Regions from separate parts of the Arabidopsis thaliana genome. Here region 2 is linked to region 1. A link is a contact called in public capture Hi-C data. All regions are on one chromosome and are shown on one strand. Each heading gives the region's core, a stretch centred on a gene start, on an enhancer-like site or on the middle of the called end of the contact. The rest is flanking DNA. Distances are from core to core; before and after follow the strand shown. Region 1 holds the start of AT5G39090 (HXXXD-type acyl-transferase family protein). Region 2 holds the start of CRR7 (chlororespiratory reduction 7).

Region 1 (6,703 bases), core at 3,789-6,288:
GCTTGGCTCAAGAGTTTTCCTGCTTCAGCACCTGAAACTTTTACTCACACCTCAACCACTGCTCCTAGTATCAGTCCCGTGGAATCAGTAACGGTTATAACAGAACCTCATCCTCAGATAATAAATGCAGAGGGGGAGAACATACTTCACATCACTGCAACAGCGTCTACTGATTCAAGTCCTATGAGTGATGAAGAGTGTTCTGAGTGTACGGCAAGCATTGATCTTGATCCTATTGGCAACAGTACTACTTCATCATCTCCTAGGACTGAACAATCAGAAGCTTCTGCTGCTCAACCTACTCATTCACCGACAGTTGTTCAACCTATTCATCCAATGGCTACAAGATCAAAATCTGGAATAACGAAACCAAATCAACGGTATGCTCTTCTTACACATAGAGTAACATATCCTATGCCTAAGACTGTTACTGCAGCTTTAAAGGATCCATATTGGACTGAGGCTATGAAAGAGGAAATTGGAAACTGCTCAGAAACAAACACATGGTCTTTAGTCCCATTTACACCTGAAATGCATGTATTGGGATCTAAATGGATTTTTCGAGTAAAGCTTAATGCTGATGGGTCTCTGGATAAATTTAAAGCAAGATTAGTAGCTCAGGGGTTCAATCAAGAAGAAGGAATCGATTACCTTGAGACATACAGTCCCGTAGTCAGAACAGCAACAGTGAGAGCTGTACTTCATTTGGCTACAATCATGAATTGGGAATTGAAGCAGATGGATGTCAAAAATGCGTTCTTACACGGGGATCTCACTGAGACTGTGTATATGAAGCAGCCTGCTGGATTTGTTGATACAGAAAAGCCTGATCATGTGTGTCTGCTACACAAATCTTTATACGGATTAAAGCAGTCTCCAAGGGCATGGTTTGACAAATTCAGTACCTTTCTCCTTGCATTTGGTTTTATCTACAATTTTTCTGACCCTTCACTATTTATTTGCGTCAGAAACAAAAATGTTATCATGCTTCTCCTATATGTGGATGACATGGTCATTACAGGTAACAACTCTCAGCTTCTTACCAATCTTCTCAGTGAACTCAATAAGAAGTTCCGGATGAAAGACATGGGACAGTTGCATTATTTTCTTGGAATTCAGGCACACTTCCATGAAGATGGTCTCTTCATGTCTCAACAGAAGTATGCAGAAGACCTCCTGACTGTTGCTGCAATGTCAGACTGTTCCCCAGTTGCAACACCGCTTCCGCTTCAACTGAACAAAGTTCCTCACCAAAAAGAGTTGTTCGAAAATCCAACATATTTTAGAAGCCTAGCAGGGAAACTGCAGTACCTCACACTAACTAGACCAGATCTTCAGTTCTCTGTCAATTATGTGTGTCAGAAGATGCATGAGCCAACCGTTTCAGACTTTTTCCTGTTAAAGAGGATTCTTAGATACATCAAAGGCACCATCACAATGGGGATTTCTTTCAATAAACGAACAGATACAAAGTTGCGGGCTTACAGCGATAGTGATTGGGGAGGTTGTCATAGAACGAGAAGATCCACTGGAGGCTACTGTACCTTCCTTGGCAATAATCTCATCTCTTGGTCCTCAAGAAAACAGCCTTCTGTCTCCAAAAGCTCCACAGAAGCCGAATACCGATCAATGTCCAATACAGCATCAGAGATTACTTGGCTTGTTAATCTTCTTCGAAGTCTCAGTGTCCCTCAATTAGAGACTCCAGAACTCTTTTGCGATAATCTCTCTGCAGTGTACCTGACCGCCAATCCAGCTTATCATGCCCGCACCAAGCATTTTGGAATTCATTACCACTATGTTCGCGAGCAGGTTGCGTTTGGAGAACTCATTGTCAATCACATCCCAGCTCACCTTCAGCTTGCCGATATCTTTACAAAATCCCTGGCTGCAGCTCCATTTGAGTCTCTGCGATTCAAACTTGGTGTCTGTTTTCCCCCGACTCCACGTTTGAGGGGGAGTGTCAAAGCTAAACAGCAAAACGACGTTACTTCTCAATTGGGCTTTCGGACAACAAAGCCCAATCCAACAAAACCAAACGCTCAGCCCAAACCGGAGCCCACAGACGTACAACGGTCACCTGCAACACAAGACAAAAACAGAGTTGCAGAACGATCCCTATCGCCTTACAGTACGGAGCTAAAGGTTCAAAACCGATTTGAGGCACTCGCAGCGCGTGATGACGCTTAACCAAATTCCAAGAGACAAATTCGCAGCCAAGGATACATTAGGTTAAATCATGTAGCTCTATATAAGAGCAGCCTCATTGTAATCCAAAATTAAAAAGTTGAAAGCAATATAAACAAATATCTTTCGATTTCTCATTTACTTTCAGAGAAAACGAAGATGAGGGATTCAATTGACGATAAACGAAAATGGTAGTGAGATAAAGTTTGGTTGAATTAGGTTAGATTCAATCATTGGTCTATTGATTACAGTTTACACATTTAAATCAGATGATTATTGATTGGGCTTGGTTCAGTTTTTAAAAACAAAATGTATGGTTTAATGAGTGACTTGTCAACGTGTTTTTAACCCAACTCATTAGACTGATCTACTCATTTGGCCCATAAGACCCATTTTCACACATCTACATTTTGGGACAGAATGTAGAAGGAGACTAGGCTTTGAACATATGTCCCAAGTTCTCGAAATTAAGCCGACAAAACCAAAAACAAAGTTGACACACCGGAGAGTCTTGGAGACCACATGTTAGATGTTTTTTCTGTTATTGTTGTGTCAAATGCTGAGATTGATATGCATAAGCTAGTGTCGTGTGTAAGCATGTTGAACTTAAGAAGAGATGAATAGACATGCAATTAATAAAAACAAAAATAAAATAAACGGATGATGATTATTCATGTGTGTGAAACTGAAAATACGGTGAAAATGGATGGAAGAATAAGGATGAAAAGTACGATGTTATTGGAAGAAAATGAAAATACAAGTCACTTTCATAAATTGGGGGTGACAATTTATGAATTCCACATCACTTTTACGTACGCTTTAAGCTCTCATCTTGTCTACGAAAAAGAGAGCAGAGAACAACCACCACAATTTATCAATGAAAGTAACAATTTATCAATTTAACATCACTTTCAAGTACGTTTTAACGCTCCCATCTTGTCTATGAAAGAGAGCAGAGAACAACCACAACAAATATCAAATGTACGTGACAATGTATCAAATTCACATCACTTTTTCACGTACGTTTTTAAGCTCCCATTCTGTGAAAAAAGAGAGCAGAGAACAACCACCACAAATACACAATATAATATATATATATATATATATGTATATATATACGTATACACAATTCAATAATCATCGTTATTACTTACGATATTCTTGTAAAAATCCAGAGCATACCTAAATGGTTTCATGTTTTCCATAGATCATGCTTCTCATTAGTTTAGTTTTTAGACTTTAAGGTTTAGCTTGATAATACTGTATCGTATACATACATAATATTGAACATCAACAATGACAAAGTTTACATTAATGTTACGAACCAAATCGATGCAAGCTAACAAGAGAGACACACTGAATTAAATCTTAATTTTGTTCCATTATCATTTTATCCCCTTGTGTAGCAAATCAATCAAAACATTCATTTCTTGTTTCTTGAGCGAGAAGCCAATCTCAACACCTCCACTTCCATCTCTACTCTCCGCAATTGATATCTTTCCTCTCTGATCAATCGACACCAACAACGACTTAAAAGGTTTTCCCCACCCGAAATCCAACCCGTATATACCAAACCGGGTTGACCCGGCAACCGACACAAATTGTGAGTCCACAGGAGCTTTCTCATACGTTTCCAAAAGCTCCGGTATCTTCCAAGCCACATTTGAATCCAATTCCTCAACCGAATCACTAATCAATCTCGCAGCAACCACGAAACCTTGTTCACCAAGAAACATCCCCGCATCTAGCGGGATTTTCACAGCAGAGTAAACACAGTTTCCGAAATAAGTCAACGGGATCGGTGGATCATCGATAAGCCTTCGACAATCCACCGCGAATCTATACCCGACCGGTCTATTCGGATCATCGCCTCCGGATCCTATTAAGCACGTGAAAACGTACGAAAACGTAATCACAAACGTTGACAATCTAACCGAGGAAAACGAAGAAGACTCTCTCTTGAGTTTATCTCGAAGCTTTTCGATGTTTTCACGAGTGAGTTCGAATGTGTATCGAACGACGTCGGATTCTATCTCCGGTCTCGGTAACAACTTCAAGCTTTTTGGTTTATGAATAGAGTGCCAAATTTTCAAGACTTTAGTATCAATCTCCGGTGGACCTTTTATGACCGTACGATCGTAAAACGGAATTAGATCATCCGGTAGAGAAGAGTCTTGATGTTTACATAAGTGAGCCCAAGATTTGAGAAACGTGGTTGTCGTTTTCCCATCAGAAACGGCATGGTGTGTGGTTACGCCGATGCAAAACCCTTGGTTTGGAAATAACGTGACTTGAAACGACACGACTGCTGCTGAGTCGTCGGAGTTTTGTAACTCCGGGACTAATGGGTGTAACTCGGTGGAGGAGAAAGGTTCTTTTCCGGTTAAAAGGGAGAAATCCGAGTTTGACTCAGCTACGGTGAATGAAACGGCGTCGTTTTGGGTGTAGACGATTTTCGGTTTTGGATCATGTGGTTCCCAGATGATATGGCCGGCGAGTGGGAGGTAGTGAGAGAGGGATGAGGAGAGAGAGGATTTGAGGTTGGGGACGATGACTGAGTCGAATAAAGAGCGATTTACGTCGGTGAGTTTGTAGAAGATGACTCGTTCGACGGCTTTGTGTTTGAGCCAGAGAAGGTCAAAGAAAGTGAGCGGGAGAGTGAGTGACGCCGACGAGTTAGAGTTTGATGGCGTGACTCGTGACACGTGGATGAAGTTTAGTGATGGATTCATTTTTTTGGTGAGAAAGGATTATTTTCTCGGTGACCATATGATCATTATATAAACTCGAAGGAAAATGATGATTATAATACGTAAGTGAATATAATGATAATTATAAATTTTGACTAACATTTACTAACATTTGAAATGATTGAGATTTAGACAAACAATCAAATAAAATTGAAGAGAGAGAATTAACTGTGTTGACTTTTTCATTTATTTAAAGTTTAATTAGAAAATAAATAGGAAAAATATCGAAAAAAGTACGAATTTTTAAATTTGAGACGAAAAAAACATAAACTTTCGAAAAATCATTTAAATCATAAAGTTTAGTTTGACTTTTGATAAAATGATCAAGTTTCGTTGATTTGGTTATTTAAGGCATAATATCGTTAAGTTTTCGTCAACCAAACAATCACGGCGTTAACTTTCAGTTATAATATCATCTCACAAATTGTATTCCTAAAAATAATTTGATTAGATAAGTTGGTGTTATCGTTTTAAAGATATTGTTTAGAGAATCAATTTTATTCATGTAAAGAAAAGTTTATTTAAATAGTTAGTTCACAATGAAGCAAATCAATCAATGTGTCCATTTCGTGCTTCTTGAGTGAGAAGCCAATCTCCACACTGCCGTTTTGGTCTCTACTTTCCGCCATGGAAATCCCATTGCCTGGACTGATCGACACAACCATCACTTTATCAGGTCTACCCCACCCAAAATCCAACTCGTATACTCCAAATCGGTTAGACCCTGAAACTAAAATAAGTTGTGTCTCTGGTGGAAGAGTTGCATATGCTACAAAATCCGGAATCTTCCACGCAAAACTCTCGTCCCATTCTTCGATCGAATCGCTGACCATTGTCGCAGCAGCCAAAAGTCCTTCTTCACCCATAAACATTTTTGCCGTCAGCATCATTCTAGAGCAACCAGCGATGCAATTTCCAAAATAATTTGGAGTCGGCGGATTCATGAGGCTTCGACAATCCACCGAAAACGCATATCCAACCGGTCTATGTGGTTCCCCGCCTCGAGCTCTTATTATGCATACTAATACATACGAGTAAACAATAACAAATGTAGACAAGCGAAGCTCTTTTGAGGATGAGGTTGAGGAGGAGGAGGAGGAAACTTCTCTCTTAAGTCTCTCGCGAAGCGTTTGGATATCTTCACGCGTGAGCTGGAGAGTGTATCGGACAACGTCAGGACCAATCTCAAATGATGGATTAAGCTTTAAACTCTTGGGGTTGGCAGGTTCTTTACCACCAGCTAATATTTTGGTGAAAGAGCGCCACTCATTCAAAACTTTGTTTTCACTATCCGTTGGACTTTTAATGACCGTACGATCGTAAGTTGGGATTAAATCCTGCGGTAGAGAAAAATCTTGATGTTTACATATGTGAGCCCAGGATTTGAGAAACATGGTTGTCGTTTTTCCATCTAAAACGGCATGATGTGCACTTACGCCGATGCAAAATCCTTGGTTTGGAAATAACGTGACTTGGAACGACACAATGGAGGCCGAGTCGTCGGAGCTTTGTAACGCGGGGACTAACGGGTACAACTCGGTGGAGGGGAATGGTTCATTGCCGGATAAACTAGAGAAATCAGCGTTTGTTTCGGCGACGCTGAATGAAACGTCGTCGTTTTGGGAGTAGACAATGGTTGGTTTGTGATCAAGTGGTTCCCATATAAGTTTGCCAGCGAGTGGGAGATAGTGAGAGAGGCATGAGGATAGAGAGGTTTTGAGATTTGGGACGATGACTGAGTCAAAGAAAGGGCGAGTTACGTTGGT
Region 2 (7,200 bases), core at 3,199-5,698, 60 kb before region 1:
TAAAAGAAAATTTGAAGGGAGATTTGATCTTACATTAGTCCAATCTATGTTCTCGGATAAGGGCGAGGAACAAAAGGCTAGGACATTGGCCAAAAGGCGCAGAGGGAATGACTTTAACAACTTAACCTGAAAGAACAACAATGATATTAATACAAACGTTAAATCTCGAGTATTAGAAGGGTACTTTACGGACAAACCCCAGCGTAAGCGATGGATTTTGGTAACTCTTTAAGCCGACCGGTTCCTTCTGAATACGCATTGGCATTAATAAGAACCAATTTATCAACCTGAAAACCACGGAAATAATCAAATTTAGTTAGTGAAGTATATATTAAGATGGGTTTAATCCAAAAGAGTTTGATTATGGTAAACTGAAAATTTACAGCTTCCGGGTAAGTAGCAGTGAAATCAACAGCTACGGTTGCTCCTAAGCTTGGTCCAACTAAAATCATTGGTCGTTTGATATATGTTTTCCAAAGCTGAAAATTCAAAGCAAAGAACAAAGAATTAACCACAGGGAAAATCCATACCATTGGATAAGCTATGCCTTGTAAATTCTGTAAATAATTTGTTGGTTTCGACCAACCTTATAGTCGCTAATTCATCATTGTATCAATTTTTAGTTACCAACCAACAAAATATATCGCAAAATCATCAGGAAATTCAAGACGGACTAGAGAGTTCTAACATCAATGCTAAATTTGCCACAACATTGTATCTGTTGTTATTTAGCGACGACACGAATTTGTATTCGTCGATAATAGTCCATTTAGTGTATAGTTATTTGTGCCAAAAGAATATGATTCATCGACTGATTTCATTCATTTAGTGACACAGTTTTTCGTTGTTATTCGCTTGTTTTCTTGTAGTATAATTAATAAATAGTACTGACCTCGAATAAATGATGTCGCTTAGATGCTGCATCACATGGTGGAAGTTTCTCTACAGTGTCATTAAGTTGTGAAAAGAAACAATCACACATTCATATGTACTAAAATCGAATTATCAAGAATCTTGTTTAATTTGTGTAAAATGTAAAATCTTACCAAGATCTGAGAATCCCCAACCAAGAACATCAATAGCCCAAGTCTCAAGACAAGCTTGTTCAAGCAGAGGATAAGTACGTCTCCATTCAAGACAAGAACTAAAAGCCCAAAAGAATTCCGACAAAAGTAAAATTCAGACACAGTGAGTTCATAAAAATAATTATACTGTCAGTAAAAAAAATAAAATACCTGTCGAAACAATGGAGAAGAACAACGGGACTTTTGTCGTGTAATTGAACAAGTGGTTTGATACAGCTACTCATTACACTGCCTCTAAAGTTTCCCATCTGCAAACACATTTTCATCTTCTTACACAAAATTCAAGAAACTAAGGACAAAGATTCTCTGTTTTAGCTACTCATGCAAGAGACAGAGAAAAAGAAGAAGAACCTGAAGAGGAACAGGAATTCGTACAATCCTTTGAGCTAAAGCTCTTGCGAATGGATCTTTTATGTTTTGTATCTCCTTCGGAAGAAATGTCGGAAACCCATCTCCGTTCGCCGTTACTCGTTGCCGGAATCTTGTCGCCGGAGGTGGTGGAGATATTATTTTCAAGCTACCCATCATTTCTCTCTCTCTCACTTTCTCTGCTTGTACTTGTACTTGAATCTTTTCTCCAAGAAAACTGTGAATAATTTAGTGTTTAATATTGTGTGATTCGATTATTTGTGACATTGAAGAGACTACCTATATATAGAAAAGAGTGTTATGTTTGGACAATAACCATTTGAATAGAATTTAAATCAAAGTGCAACGCAACTACCCCCAACTTCGTTATTTTTTTCTTGTTTTTATACCAAGCTCATTCATTACGATCTTGTTATTTTTATTTACTACCTTTTGTTGTTTTGTTTTGAAATGACCACACAAGTTTTCTGACAATTTACACGCTTTCTAATTTTTAAGGCTTAAAGACAAAAAAAACGTAGAGCCACAACTAATAACATTTTTTTGTTTCTCTCCGTCCATAATATCTTCCAAACAGTAATTAACGTGTGTTAAATAAGGTTACCTTTGCGTAGTAGAATCTTACTTAATCACTGTATCATTACATTTACATGGTAAATTGTTATTTAATCAGTTATTAATCTTATAAAATAAAGTTTCTTCTAGAATGACATATAAATGTGCATATTGTACTTCTGCCACATGTCTTCTCAAAATACAATAGTTTATTTTTAGTTTGCTACATTTTTTAAAAAATACTTTAATTGCAGTTTGACCACTTATGAATCCTTGTATATGTTATAACTTAATTTACATAAGAATTAACGTCATTTATTAAGTCATAATATATCAAAGTTGAGTTTCTCTCTCACGCTATTGGTGCAAATCTTATTATTTTATTTTAAAAGTTTCTATATTATTGATCATCTTAACTATAAAATTGACTTCATTTTTTACTATAAAATTAACCTACACTTATTGGGTGCATAAATCTTTCTGAGATTTATATATATAAACACAATCAAATGCATTAACAACACTAAACCCCATTCAAAATTATATACTATGATTTAATCAATTAATTTGATAATTATGAATATGTTAGTTAAATTAGGTAATTATTTAAAATATTACATGAGGAACTGAAAAAATCAGAACTAAGATTTCGATAAGATTAACTAATATATAAAGTAATTTTTTAAAACACAATTTTGTCCCCCAAAATAAACAATATAAGAATTTTAATGTTATTAAAACTTTTGTAAGATTATTTACATAAAAATCACAGTTATATGCAGCTCAGTCTTCTGATGTGATCGGATGCAGTTTTTGTTTATCCCAACAGCCAACTATTACAGAATCTACATCTACAATTCGTTCTTCTAGTACTAGTAGACCATCCCGCCTGAAGAACTAACGGGCAAATGCAATGTCAATTTTTCACAAATCCAATCCAATACGAAGCCCATTAAGTGTCATAAGTTCCACAAGGTAGAATATGTATCCCCCAAAGCAAGGGAAATTGGAAGATAAGCTATCAATTTCGCACCAGCTAATTAAGCACAAAAGATTCCTCGTTGTAACAATATTTGTGTCGATTGTCTAGCTAAGAAGGTCAGAGTACGAGAATCTTTTTTCTCCATGTAAGCACATCGACTCTGGATTGACTCTCTTTAGAAGAAAACCTCCGTCCGCTAACTTAATAAAATGATGTTTGACGAAAAAAAAGAAGAGATTCAAATCACAAAACCAAATTTCAAATTTAAAGGTGAGACTAAAAAATCTTTATTTTTATTTGGATATTTAGTGCCGACTATCAAAGATGAAAGAATCAAACTCGCATATTGTTTAGTTCGAGTAGTGTCTTCTTATTTACGAAAGCTATGACCCTAATTCTCTTTGACGATTATTAAAACCAACACACAAGATTTTGACATCCACAACAATAGCAATTATCTATTAAAGAACAAACCAAACTACTAGATTAAACAGATGTGCTTGTTACATTCAAAACACATAATACGTTTATTTAATTACTCAAGACGAACTTGGTACCATTGAACAGAACCCACTTCTCCATCAATTTCTAGTTCACATACAGCTTTAACCAAGAAATCTACGGCTTCATCAAGGTCATCGAACCTAGCCAGGTCTGGTGGCAAAGAGTTCACCGGCCAATTTTCGAGCCACCCTCTGAGCTTAGCCTTGAGTTCGTCTTCCGTCACAAACTGCTCATCTTGTCCTGCCTCTAACAGTACGTATGTATCCGAGTTCGAATGCACCCTTCTTCTCCTTGTTGCACAAACCTATATTATATAATCACATTAACTAGACATTTGTTAAATCATACTAAGTTAACCTTTAACCTCATGAGTTCAGTAATTTAATTTCCGGGATTGCAAAATGACTGAAATCACAAATTTCCAAAAATTATGCAACATAATCTTTTAAATGTTATCAACTTACAAAATATTCTACAAAATTGCAATTAACCAACACTTACACTAAAATGGCTTTTGCTCTTTCTTGAAGTGATGATGGATGATATTGGATAACATATAGGTTTATGAAACAGGTTTATCGAGTTTACGGAAAGAGAATCTGTCACATGGACTTGTTCTATCGAAACCCGTCGGTTATGTCGAGCTGAAAGCAAAGAAATGGAAGAATTGTAATGGATTGGTTTAAGTTATTCTTGATTTGCACTAATAGATGTGAATATGAGGGAGGAAAGTGTTAGAGCTTACAACTAAAGAGCTTATCTCCGTTGTTGAAAAGCTGTTTCTGCAGCGAACACTCCATTTTGATATCTTGAAAAATGACTTCCAACAATTTTGTATTTTAGTAGCAGCAATGTAAGCTTCTTGTAGTTGTTATAGATAAGATGATATTACGAGGAGCATACACCAACTATTTCTTTTCCTTAAAATTATGAATGTAACTCATATATATCTTTAATGGGCCACTGATGAGCCAAATAGGGCCAGTTATAGTTGCCCCGAATAGCCTCGTAAAAGCTAGAAATGTGGAACTAAAATGATTACTAATTCTAATCAGCTTTGTACAATATAGGTTTGGAGTAAATTCAGTTTTAACATATTATATATTCTTAATTCTATAGATTTTATAAAAATTCAAAATTTTGATCCAGTTGTTGATCTCTACTCTGCTCTCTAGTTTCGGTTGCAATTTTCAAATTTGACTGAAAAATATATATTTGTATTGTTGCTATAAATATATTTAAAATTGTCAATTGGCCTGCAAGGATCACATGGGCTTGTACAAAACTGGATACTGAATATTCGTGGGCCCATAGTTGTACCACACTTGATACAAATAATATCTTTCGTCCATATATGCAAACTACTAAGTACCTTACTGCTCATTATCGTTATGCACTTATGATTTGTTCTAGGGCTGGGGAAAAAAATTGGATCAGAATATCTGAACCGAACCAACCCAAAAAATTAGATTCTAAACACAATAAAAATTTAGATTTATTTTATTGGATCCTAAACTCCTATACTCGAAAATCTGAACCCAAAAATATCTTAATATTTTACTTGAATACCCAAACTTTTACTCTGAAATGCGAGTATTTACCCGAAAATATGGGTATTTATCCGATAATTTATTAAGTTGTTCTGAAATCTATATACAAAGCGACCTAAACCTGAAAGGACCCGAACCAAAACCGAACATATATTTTTTATTTAATATATTGAGTTCTAAACTCTTCTACCCAAAGAATCCGTACCTAATCGGCTTTTACCCAAACCCAACTCGCATATCCCAATGCTCGGCCCTAATTTGTTATGTGGACTAAACAATGAAGACAAGACAACAAATTGTATTATTGTAGAAAAGATCAATAATATTATCACAAGAAGAATTATGCAATCTATAGTATATAAAAGTTGAGGCTATTTGCTTATAAAGGCGTCCACGTGAGCTTTAAACGACCAATCAGGATTAACCATCTCATTGGTTTACATTTTTTAGCCATCACTTTAATTAACTTTTTAAATTCTATATTATTTTCTATTATTTTTACTATATTTATGATTAAAAAGAAAAAACAAAAAAAAATTGTTAACTTTTCAAAAGTTACATATGGAAATAAGAAAGTTGAAAAGAAAATTTGCTAAATTTAATTGCTAGATTATTTCACGTGATTACATGTTAATATGGTTTTGAGGAGTAACTATTATATTCCTAATACAATGAAATGTTAAATCGTCCAAGTATACAAATATATGTTAAATTGTTTTTTATATACAAATATTTGTATAAAAAAAATTAAAAAGTAAAACTTCCGATGGTTTGTCCTAAACATTTAGCTATAAATACAAGTCTCGGTCACACCATATCAAAAGGACTTTTTATTAAATATATAGTTCTGATATTATGGTTTGTTTTATATTGCTTTGGTTCTTTGTATGAGTCGAATTTCTTACCATGCTAGATTTTTCACTTGATGTTGATGCTATACGTGTATAGTTATTTTGTTGTTCTACGAATCAATATCGATATTTTTTTGGTGATTTATATCTTTTGAATTGTGTTTTGGGTAACATGGGAGGGATTTTATCAAAAGATTGAATGAACGAGTTGATGTGAAATGTGTTGGATATTGATTATTGGTAGTCTCTTGGCTCTGATTTTTTTTTTGTGTGTGTGTTTTTTTTCGTTTTGGTTAGAAATTTCAATTTACTATGAAAAGAAAGAGGGTAGTTTTCAAACTTAAACCACACATTGATGTTTGAATATCTTTGCTCTTATTCCAGTAGTCTTTATTTTTTCAACGCCTGATTACTCTCAGTTTATAGAATCTAGGTTTGGTTGTTGTTTAAGAACTCAAGAATATAAAAGTATAACTCACTTTATAGCTTAAGAAACTTACACAAAACTTAAGCTTTCTCTCTCAATCTCTTAATACAACTCTCACATTGATATTAGAACTCGACACATCTATTTATATGAAAGCATTAGTCCTAATCCTAATAGGAAAACATAGATTTAGATAACTCCTAAAGAGATTTGAGATGATCACTTTCTAAACCATAACTCGGTTAGGAACTAAACCATAACTCGGTTTAATATTACTTTCTTCATCAGCTTTCTTCAAGCTTAATCCAACATTCTCCCTCCTAAACTTGAAGTCACCTTGTCCCATGTCCTTCACACCAATGAGCTCCCTCATTTCTTTAAACTTGATTCGCCCGAGAGCCTTTGTCAATAGGTCAGCCTTCTGCTCGAACATTGAACGACTATGATGGCGGATTTAATTTTTCAATATCATACTATCAAATATACTATAGTTAAAATCATCACATAAATTAATCAGCTCACAAGATTAAAAGCAAGGTATTATAAACTCTTAATATGTTCAAGAATATAGGAATATAAGCAAGGTATTTATCTATACTATATAAAAGTTGAGGCTATTCGCTTCTAAAAGCGTCCACATAAGTTTTTAAACGACCAATCAGGATTAACCATCTCATTGGTTTACATTTTTTAGCCATGACTTTAATTAACTTTTTAATTTCTATATTTTTTTATTATTTTTATTATATTTATGAATAAAAAGAAAAAAGAAAAAAAGTTTGTTAATTTTTCAAAAGTAACATATGGAAATAAGAAAATAGAAAACAAAATTTGCTAAATTTCAATGCTAGATAATCTAACGTGATTATATGTTAAT

The links. Capture Hi-C pulls out chosen DNA fragments and counts their contacts.
Region 2: a capture Hi-C map of seedling shows a contact between it and region 1, with 6 times the contacts expected there. The contact joins the promoter of CRR7 here to the promoter of AT5G39090 in region 1. A contact is called at or near these places in 2 of 3 other capture datasets (seedling and shoot).

The regions. Positions count from the first base shown.
Region 1 is chr5:15,641,828-15,648,530 of TAIR10.1, reverse strand. AT5G39090 (HXXXD-type acyl-transferase family protein) reads right to left here and starts at 5,038. Exons shown (of 1, transcript NM_123271.3): 1 at 3,359-5,038. The coding sequence starts at 4,919. The coding sequence ends at 3,573. AT5G39080 (HXXXD-type acyl-transferase family protein) reads right to left here. Exons shown (of 1, transcript NM_123270.3): 1 at 5,315-6,703. The coding sequence ends at 5,459. It also overlaps the pseudogene AT5G39095.
Region 2 is chr5:15,700,326-15,707,525 of TAIR10.1, reverse strand. It overlaps CRR7 (chlororespiratory reduction 7), which reads right to left and starts at 4,448. Exons shown (of 3, transcript NM_123283.5): 1 at 4,241-4,448; 2 at 3,997-4,139; 3 at 3,254-3,799. The coding sequence starts at 4,295. The coding sequence ends at 3,527. AT5G39220 (alpha/beta-Hydrolases superfamily protein) reads right to left here and starts at 1,820. Exons shown (of 10, transcript NM_123284.4): 1 at 1,437-1,820; 2 at 1,236-1,333; 3 at 1,047-1,144; 4 at 893-942; 5 at 384-479; 6 at 198-287; 7 at 34-126. The coding sequence starts at 1,613. It also overlaps the pseudogene AT5G39205.